Regions from separate parts of the Sus scrofa genome. Here region 1 is linked to region 2. The links are chromatin contacts, called in public Hi-C maps. All regions are on one chromosome and are shown on one strand. The core of a region is the stretch at or near the end of the contact, and the rest is flanking DNA. Distances in the headings are between cores, read along the strand shown.

Region 1 (5,189 bases), core at 1,479-3,978, 360 kb before region 2:
CAATTAAGACTTGGCTTTGTTTGTTCCTCCTTTTTCAGCTTGCTCAGTTTTCAAACTTTAGAATTACCAGAATTACCAAAGGGGGTTGTATATGCAAAAGCATGCATGATTAATTTGAGTTCTCCATGTATAAATTTGACCATGTCACATTTTAGGGCCTAAACCCTGCCTGTGAAGGTTAGCAATTGGTGAACAATAGAGAACCACAGAATGTTAGAACTGAAAGTGGTTCTAGGTTCTTTAACCTCTGTGCATGAGTCAGCCACATCAAACTCACCTGATGTAATGAATCCCTGTTTAAAAATACCTGTCTCTTGGTTTCAAGTCAGATGTACTGAATCAGAATTTCTAGAGATGGGGCTCATGAATCTTTGTAACCCACCCTCTAAGAGATCATGAAGCACAAACAGGCTTGAGAGCCCTTATGCTTCTCCACTTCTTTCTGTAGATGAAGAAACAGAGACTCAAAAATGGGAGTAAACGTGCCTGAGATCACATAGCTCTTGAGCTGTGTATCTCGAGATTCCCCAGTAAGAGTTCTGAGGGTGGGGATCAGATTTTGGAGATGTTCCTAGGTACACAATATCCTGAACAAGAATGATAATGATGTAATCAAATACAATTCAATTTTGGCATCTCAACATCTTACTTTTTTTTTTTTTTTTTTTTTTTGCTTTTTAGGGCCGCACCTGTGGCACACGGAGGTTCACAGGCTGGGGGTCCAACCGGAGCTACCCAACTCGAGATCAGAGCTGCATCTGCGACCTATACCACAGCTCATGGCAACGCCAGATCCTTAACCCACTGAGCGAGGCCAGGGATGGAACCCACAACCTCTTGGTTCATAGTCGGATTTTTTCACAACAGGAACTCCTCAACATCCCTTTAAAGTTTATCAGGGTGGTGGTGGTGGGAGGGGATGTTAATTGCAACCTGCTGTGAAAATTCTAGTCATCATGAGTTCTTTGCTTTCTATTAAGAATATAACTAGCTAAATTATATATATACTTTAAAAGGTAAAATTATGACTCTTAAGCAAAGATAAGATGAACACATATCTGCTGAGAGCCTACTGACCATCTCGTTAAGTGTATATTCACAGGAATTGTTGCTTGTTAGTTGGCTGACTGGCTCAAGTAAAGGCAGATGGATGGATTATTACAAGGCTTTAGGAACTAGGAATGGGAACTAGAAATGTGTCCCAGAAAGGAAGCAGAGCTGGTCCCTGGGAGAACTGCAAGTGGGGCACTGGGAAGAGGTTCGAGGTTCAAGTTTCAGGCAGCTGCCCCCATGATTTTTCATTACTCAGACCACAATGCCTTTTTTTTTTTTTTTTTTTTGCTTTTCAGGATCAGACCTGCAGCATATGGAGGTTCCCAGGCTAGGGGTCCAATCAGAGCTGTAGCTGCCAGCCTACGCCACAGCCACAGCAGTGTGGGGTCTGAGCCACGTCTTCAATCTACACCACAGTTCATGGCAACGCCGGATCCTTAAACCACTGAGTGAGGCCAGAGATAGAACCCTCAACCTCATGGTTCCTAGTCATATTCGTTGCCCCTGCAGCAACAGAGGATGGGAAGTCCCAGACCACAATGCTTTTTGAGCACTCCTGTCTGCTCCATTGTTTTGTTTCTCTATTACTAGTGGGCCTGTGGCTAAAAATGGACCCCCCCACCCTCCACCCCACTTTGAGTCTGCATAATCATCACTAAGTGCTGGACTTCTGACAACCATCTCCAGCTTAGTTCAGAATCTTGATGGAGACTATCTGATTGGCTGCTCTCCAATCAAGCATTAGGGCCCTTTGGGTCAGGTGATCACTCAAGGTCAATCAGCTGTAGCTACTTGGAGGAAACAGTTGCCAAGGGGTTGTAAGAGACAGAGAGAGACTGCAAGCCATGAGGGGTAAGGAGGAGAGGGAGAGTCCGAGGGGGAATCCAAGGGAGCAAAAAGAGCCCAAGTGAGAACAGCAAGCAGCCAGGCACAATAAAACGCGCCTTTAGTCATTTCCAGCCTCAGTCCTTGCAATGATAGCATTTCTGCCACTCCTCTTATCTCACTGAGTGTGGATGTCCATCTGTTGCTTTTATTTAGGCAAGGTAAGTTGAGGTGGGGTTGGGCAGGTCTTATAGGAACCCATGACCCTTCCTTCCCATTCACATTTCCGCCTGCATTTGGGATCCTCCTTTATACAAGCCCTTGAGCTGCTAGAAACAAGGCTCTCTCTTAAGAAGAGGTCTTGGTCCGAGCGCCTGAACTTCAAACTGCTCATTTTTTGTTGTGGGGTGAAGGAGATTGCCAGCCATGGATCAGTGCAGGAGCAGTTGGATGTGCCCAGTTGGTAGGGCTCGAACACATTTTAGTTCACGCTAATTATTTCTTCCCGAGCTGGTTGACTCTCTTTCGTGGGCACAAGACACGGGCCTCATAACTGCACGGTTAAAAATGCAAAGGAAGAGCGAGCTCCTCACCAAGCAGGCGGACCAAGCCATCAGGAGACAGAGTAGCATGTGGGTTCGGTTCAGCAATCACGGAACCCGGGATTAGAGCGAGGAACTGTGCTGGATGCGGAGCCAGGGGAAGTGCAGCCTCCAGGCTCCGGGGCTCTCAGGTTGGAGGGTCGCACACACAGAAACAGATAAGGCCTCACGTCCAGCATGAGGGAGATCTGGGGCATCTTTCCAGCCCCGGCACCGGCGGGGCGCCGGTCCGGAGCGCGCAGCTCCTTGCAGGGCGGAGGGCGGCGCGAGGGAGGGAGAGAGGGAAGGGAAAGGCGAGCGTGAGCTGCCTCAAATGCTTGGAATAATTCCGCTTCCGTTTGGAAAGCCGCAGCCTCAGTCCCGCCGCGTCCGCCCAAGCGCCAGCTCCGCGTCCCGACCGGCCCGCGGCTGTCCGCTCCGCCGCCATGGCCACCTCCCCGCAGAAGTCGCCGTCTGTCCCCAAGTCCCCCACTCCCAAATCGCCCCCATCCCGGAAGAAAGACGACTCCTTCTTGGGGAAACTCGGAGGGACTCTAGCCCGGAGAAAGAAAGCAAAGGAGGGTAAGTGCGGCCCGGGCCAGCGAGCCGCAGGGGCTGGGGGGCCGACGGGCCGGGGCTCCCGGGGCTGGGCGGGAGCGCGCCGCGGGTGCCCGGCTCTGGGGGTGGGGGGAGCGGCGGCGCGGGCGCGCGCGCTGCGCGGGAACATCCCGGGGGGACGGGCCTAGTGCCCGCCCTGTTCCGAGCTCCAGGGGCGCTGCCCTCTGGGGAGCCGAGGCGATCGGATAGGGCCGCCCGGGCCTGGGATCAGGCGACGCCTGCGCTGGGCCGGGGGCCGAGGAGGTGGCAGGGCCCGCCAGCCCGGAGGCGGCGTCTTCTCTTAGGCCTCAAGTCCCCGCCTTCTCCGCGCTGAAGGCTGGCACTTCCAAGTTTCTGCTGCAACTTTTCTGGGCGCCGTCACTCTCACTCTTTGCCTTCATTGGTCTTTGAAATCAGATCATTTGCTAGACCTGCTGAAGTGTGCGGATGCAACGTTGGTCTCTGGATCTTTTGTCCATCCCCAGGGCTCTGTTGGGTAGATCTCGACACCAAATGTTTGTTGAATGAATGAGTGGAAATCTGGCTGTCCTAGTGGTCCCGCCGCGTGATAAATGATAAAGTTGCACTCAAGACGAAAACCTCGATTAAACACACAACAGAAGCATCCTGGGCTGTGACCTTTTTGTGAACTCAGGAATTAAGGGCCCTTGCAAAAACCATTTCCTTTTTCCCACCAGGGTGAATTGAGGCGATCTCATTTTTTTCCAGGACCATGTCCCATGGGCAGATTTTGCATCCTGTTTGTTTGATTTTTTTTTTTAGTTGATTTACAATATTGTATTAGTTTCAGGTTAGCATAGTGACTTGCTGTTTTTTCAGATTATATTCCCTTGTAGGTTATTACAAGATACTGGATATAATTCCCTGTGCTATACAGTATATCCTTGTTGCTTACCTACTCTCTATATAAATCCCATATTCTGTTAAACCCATACCCTCAATTTGCCCCTCCCTCCTTCCCTCTTCTCTTTGGTAACCACAAGTGTGTTATCTTCATCTTTTTTTTTTTTTCAGTGATTTTTATTTTTTTCCATTATAGTTGGTTTACAGTGTTCCGTCAATTTCTACATACAGCAAAGTGACCCAGTCACACACACACACACACATACATAGAGAGATTCTTTTTCTCACATTACCCTACATCATGCTCCATAAGTGACTAGATATAGTTCCCAGTGTTACACAGCAGGATCTCATTGCTTATCCACTCCAAATGCAATAGTTTGCATGTATTAACTCCAGACTCCTAGTCACAAGTTTGTGTTCTATATCTGTGAGCCTGTTTCTGTTTTGCATATTCCATTCATTTGTGTTATTTTCTAGATTCCGCATGTAATTGAAATCATACTATATTTGCCTTTGGCTTACTTCACTAAGCATAATATTCTCTAGGTCCATTCACATTGCTGCAAATGGCAATATTTCATTCTTTTTTGTGGCTCAGTAGTGTTCCATATTATGTAAATATGTATGCCACATCCTCTTAATCCATTCGTCTGTTGAGGGGCATTAGGGCAGCTTTCACATTGTGGCTATTGTAATAGTGCTGCTACGAACATTGGGGTGCATGATTTTTTTGAATTAGTTTTCATCTTTTGCAGATGTACTTTAGGAGTGGAATTGCTGGATCATATAATAGTTCTATTTTTAGTTTTTTAAGGAATCTCCATACTGTTTTCCAAAGTAGCTGTGCCAATTTGCATTTCCACCAGTAGTGTGCGAGGGTTTCCTTTTCTTCACATCCTCTCCAACATTATTTGTAGCATCCAAATTTTTATGTTGAATAATGAGGTGACAGTTTTTTGCAAAAGGTCTAGTGATTGGTGTGTAGAGTTGCTTAGTTAAAAAAAAATCTGTTTTTTTAGATTCTTCAGCGGTTTGGGAATAAATATTTGGAAGGTTGCGATGCCGAGATGTGAAATAAGTTTTATGTTCCTGAGTTATCTTAAAGCATGAAAAAGAACTGTGTTGAGAATGATCGAACTTGACACAGAGAACTATCCTGTATATTGAACCCAGAAGCAGCAAAACACATTCCTGAAGAGTTTCCACTGTGGCTCAGCGGGTTAAGAACCCACTGCTGTCTTCAGTGAGGATGTGGGTTCTATCCCT
Region 2 (5,177 bases), core at 653-3,152:
CTGACATATTTAGGAGAGATATGCCTAGTACAGTTTTAATACCAAATTTGGTGTTTTCCTAACAAATTTCCAAAAACCAGAGTTAAGGGAGCTCATCATTATTGTAAGTCTCATTGTATCACCTTATTATCGGAAATTAGTTAAAACACATCAGTACTGACTGTGGTGGTGGATACCTATACAGGTGAGGAAATTGTATAAAACGAAATACAGGTGCACACAAATGAGTACAAATAACACTTGGGAAATTTGAATAAGATGTGGTGGATTGTATCAATGTCAATATCCCGACTGTGATATTATAGTTAGGACATTACCATTGGTGAGAAATAGGCAAAGTGAACAAAAGATTTCTCTGCATCATTTTTTTTACAACTGCATGTGAATATTCAATTTTTTCAACACAAATTTCAATTAAAATGCATTAGTTAAAGCTATTCTTTGTAGAAAACGTGCCATCACATTCCATTTCCTTCATATTTAGGGGATTCCTGGGTCACACAAAACAGGAGGCTGAAAAAAGGCGGCATTATTGATCCTGGGGTCCCAACTGGAAAGGAGAGCAAAATGCCCCAAGGAAAGGGGTTAACAGCACAGGGATCGCTTTGCTACTTGGATCTAAGTGAAACTGCCAGTTACAATTACTCCAAACCTAGTTGCTTTCTGATTTACCCACAGTGTCTACTATGTCACTTTACTGTCACTATCTCCAAAGATACAGTTAAAGTTAGTCTAGGTGTAAGCGAAGTTTACCCACAAAGCAAAAAGAAAAAAAAAAAAAAAGAAAAAGAAAAAAAAGTGACGTGAAGGTGCAGGATGCAGCATTAAAGAGTTAGGGATTTTTACCTGACTCATTGCTTTCGAAAAGCACAATTCGCAGGGATTAGTGAACTTGATTTCTTGAGCGACTTGGAGGAGACCGTGTTAGCGGGGCAGGATTATTACAAACCCAGCAATTATCTTTTCCCCCCCGCTATGCTAAAGGTTTCCCTTCTCAACAGTAGGGCTGACTTCGACTTGAGCGAGAGCCCTGAACTTTTATAAAGTGAAAAAGAGGGAAAGCAATTGCAGGCTGGGAATCCGGCCCCGGGAAGGCGTCCACCGTGCTAGAGAACAACGTAAATTTCCAGAAGAGAAACTTCTCTTCCCCACCCTTGCAGACTTCCGCGAGACCAGGAGCGCTGTAGGCAGCAGCCCAACCTTCCGCGTCCCGGAGGAGGGAAACTGAGGCACTGCAGGAGCTTCGAGCGCAGCTCGGACCTCATCGCCCGCCCCACGGAGGGAACCTAGGTTTCCACAGTTTTCCGCGCAGCGCTGGCACAGCCAAGGCGCCCTCCCCAGTCCGCCCCGCCCAGCTCGGGACAAAGCCCGGAGCCCGCTCCCGGAGGGGGCAGGGCGGCTCCCGCGCGCGCCCGGCTCCCCCGTGGGCGCGAGACTCCGCCCCGCCGCTCCTCCGGGGGGAGCCCGCGCCCCAACGGCTAGGCGGCGGAGCCGGGCCCGCCCCGAATCCCCATGACGTCACCGGCGGCGGCAGGCCCCGCCCCCGGCCCCGGGCGGCAGGCCGCATGACGTCACCGAGGCCCCACCCCTCCGGAGCGAGTTCGGTCCTGGCGTTCATTTCATTCCTGTCCTCATTCCGAACATTCTTAGCATCGCTCGCGCCTTGCCGCGCCGCCCGAGCCGAGCCGAGCCTCTGCAGCCGCCGCCGCGGCCCCGCCGCCCGCCGCGGGCGCCCACCAAGCACTTTGCAGACTCGCTTCCACCCTGCGGGCCAGTCCGCGCGGCGGGGCCCGGGCCCGGGGCGGCCGCGTCCGGGGACAGGCCATGCAGTGAAGCCCCCCACCCCGTCCACCTTTGCCCGGAGCCGCGGGCAGCAGCCCCGTACGCCCAGCCGGCCCCGGGGCAGGAGCAGTGCTAACAGGGGTGGGGTGGCCCAGCCCGGGGACTGGGAGCCGGGGAGGGAGCCGGGCTCCGAGCTGAAAGCGAGGGAAGCAGCGCCGAAGTTTGCCTCGGACTCGCCGGGCGCTGCGGCGGCTCCCTTCGCCGAGGTAAGTTGGCGCGCGGGGCTGATGCTGGGTGCGGGGGGTGCGCCGGGCGTCGGGGCGGGGGGACGGCGGCGTCCGGCTCGGGCCGCTTTTTCTCTCGGGGCTCTGCTTTGTGTGCGGCGGGTGAGCGGGCACGCGGAGGACTGGGGCCGGGCCCCCGCGCCCTCCTCCCCGCGCCCCTTCAAGGTGAGCGGCTCGGCGCCGCGGCGCGAGTTCCCGGGACGCCAAGTTGGGCCGCGCGCTGAGGAACCCGCGCGGCAACAGGCGGCCCCGCCAGCGGCCGGGAGGCGCCGGGGCGGCCGCGCCGCGCCCCCCGCGCCCCCCTCTCGCGCCTGTCCGCCAGCCCGCGCGCACACGCACACACCCTCGGGCAGTTTACACGTTCTTCTGGGAGAAGTCAGAAGTTCGGAGCGAGCGCGGGCGGGGAGAGCCGCCGGCGCCGCCTGGGAGCCCCAAGCCGGCCCGACTCCCCCCACCGCGTCTCCCTGGCCGCCCCAGGCGCCGGGGCCCCCGAGGCCCGCCCGGGGTCTGAGCCGACTTGCGCTGCTGGCGGAGGTTTCGTTCCTTCTCAAAGATGAAAGGAGGCACGGTCGTCTTTGCCGCTTCTCCAGGACTGTTGCTACCGCCGCCGCTGCTTCATTGCACATTCAAGTGGAAAATTTTCAGGAGTCAGCAGAAACATTGTGTCCAAAAAAGACTGAGTCGCAGTTACCACCAAACCCTGGAGGAGACTCTCCTTGGAAAACTTCCCTTTGGTAGGAAATACTGGGGGATTTGTTTGTTTATTGGAAGAGAAATGATTCCCCAGGAGGGGAGAAAATCAGGGTGCACTTCTAGTCTTTGTTCGTAGCAGCAACATTTGTTTTGTTCAGAAGTGCAGAGGCCCGCTTTAAAGAAAGTTCAACTTGTATGAGTTTCCTTTTTTTTCTTTTAAAATGTGTTTTTTAAAAACCGAAGAAGCATTTTAAATGAGTTGAAAACAATGGAGGGCTCACACCTTCCTTATTTTCCTCCTACGAAAATAAATAAAATCCAGATCATTATTTTCTTTTGCTTTTTAATTCTTTCTTTTTAAAGATTTATTTAAAGTTGAATGGTGTCACTGTATAAAAATATTTATGGAACAATGAAATACCAGCCACCAGCATTTCTCAGGAGGCTTGTTAACGTTTCAGAAGCAAGTGGCTGCCTGTGATTTGCAGAAATGAAAATTGACCTCAGTGAGCACTGGAAACTTAGAGACAGATGATGTTCCAGGAGCGGGTAATGTAAAAGGCCGTGTTTTAAAAACAGTGCCTTGGAGGAAGCCCAGGTCCTGGGACAGAAAGGTCTGCAAAACCTATCAGATTTCAAAACAGTTCAAAAAATATTTGTATTAAAAATGCTACAGACATTGCAAAGTGTCAGCTCAGGACAACGACATGTTTTTTTCTTCTCCACCCTTCATCCTGATTTTTTTCTGGAAGTTTAGGTGGTCTGATCACTTGTGGTGTGGTGGGTACCTGCAGGTGGTTCCCTGAATAGATTCCTGCAGGAAGACTCGGTCTGGATTCATTGTCAGAGCAGGGAGTGGGCTCCCTTCTCTGCTGCTTGCAGTGAATCTTGGCTGGTGTCTCATTCCCCCGGGGGGGGGGGGTTCTCTGCCAGGGTACTGTGAAGTAGTGGTTGGGGAACAGACGTCAGCCTGTCCTTTCACTGTTGGGTTTGTGCCCTTATGTAAATAGCAGGATCTTTGAGCCCAAACATATCTGAATGCCTGTAAGGGCCAAACTTAGATCCAACTTTGGTAAGAATCTTTCCTTTTTAGAAGGAAATAGTAGAACTAATTACAAAGTGACTCAGGAAAGACAAATGGATTAGCTGAACCTTTGTCAGCAGTGAGGTTTTGAATTGTTGATTGTTTTTTTGGGGAAAGGCTTATTTTTCTAATCTCATTATTCCCATAAATGGTCACAGATATTTTTGTTTAGTATTTCTTTGTATGTGCAACTCTCTGTTGGACTCTCAGGTTTCAGGTTTTAAACAGAGTTTACAATTCTTTTATTTGCTCTTGTTGTAAAAAATGAACTGATAAGCTGTATCCATTACCGGTTCTTGCCGATGGTGTAAAAGTGCCAATGCAGACCATTTTATTTTTACTTTAATGATAAGTATTATTTCATTTGCAGTTTTAGGAGAATATCAGACCACCTCTTCCTTTCTTTCTTCCTTTTCTTTCTTTCCTCTTTCTTCAACTTTGAAACAAAACTAATGTGACACTTTGCCCTGACAGTAAGAGTAAAAAAATATTAAAGAATTTTTGTGTAGATTTCTCCTCTGTGTAACCTTTTCTAAAGTAACAAATAGAACTCCATCCAGGGAACATGACTGAGAAAGGTTATTGAAGGTTTTTTGTTTTGTTTTGTTTTTCTTTTTTTCCCCCAAAACATAAGCCAGGACTTACCATGGCATATACTTAATGAAATTTAATTTAAAGGAGGAGGGCATGCTAGCTTAGTTTGAGCCGGACTGAGCTGAATTTCTCACCAAGAGGTGCTTCTTTGCATTGTGGTACTGAGTGTGCCTAGGCCCCAGCAGCAAACTAATTATATATAAGGGCCTGTGGGGTCCGAGCGGACACGGGAGGGTGGGAGGGCGCAAGGGGGTCAGGCTGGGGAAAGTCTGCTTCCTCCTCTCTTCCGCTCTGCCTTTCTCCCTTTCTTTTGCTTTATATGGCAAGAATTATATATTCATATACTTACTTTAGGCACTGGTAACCCCACTTTTTTTTTTTTTTTTAAGAAAAAAGTCAGGCAAGCCATAAGGAAAAAAAAAGTTCAGGTTTTTTGCTGCTTGAGTTTCAGTCATTTATAAATAATTTTGAATTTTGCTGGCTCTGACAACATAGGACTGCAGGTATAAGAGGGCATTTCTTAATGGGAAGATTTGGAGGAATATGCTTGTAGTCTTATCAGTGAGGGTCTAGATCATATCTGTTGTCACATTTTCAGTAGAAAAATGTGTAACGTGGACAGTTAGAGAATGCAGATCCCAAATGTTAGACAGGTCTTTGAAGGAATGAGCTGTGCCATTTATGGTATTTTAAGGTTTCTTGCTTCAGAAATGGATTGATCTGTCATCCATGGCAGTCAG

Evidence for each region. A called contact is a pair of places that touch in the nucleus more often than the background predicts.
Region 1: a Hi-C map of embryonic fibroblasts shows a contact between it and region 2, with 2.2 times the contacts expected there. The contact joins the promoter of PARVA here to the promoter of TEAD1 in region 2. A contact is called at or near these places in 1 of 5 promoter capture datasets (fetal skeletal muscle), 2 of 47 Hi-C or Micro-C datasets (both in embryonic fibroblasts) and 1 of 2 datasets of contacts at active chromatin or transcription factors (skeletal muscle).

What each region holds. Positions count from the first base shown.
Region 1 is chr2:47,025,641-47,030,829 of Sscrofa11.1, reverse strand. PARVA (alpha-parvin) reads left to right here and starts at 2,728. Exons shown (of 14, transcript XM_021083311.1): 1 at 2,728-2,901; 2 at 2,903-3,041. The coding sequence starts at 2,794.
Region 2 is chr2:46,666,993-46,672,169 of Sscrofa11.1, reverse strand. It overlaps TEAD1 (TEA domain transcription factor 1), which reads left to right and starts at 1,902. Exons shown (of 14, transcript NM_001142669.1): 1 at 1,902-2,048. LOC102164222 (a long non-coding RNA gene) reads right to left here and starts at 2,497. Exons shown (of 6, transcript XR_002341571.1): 1 at 2,410-2,497.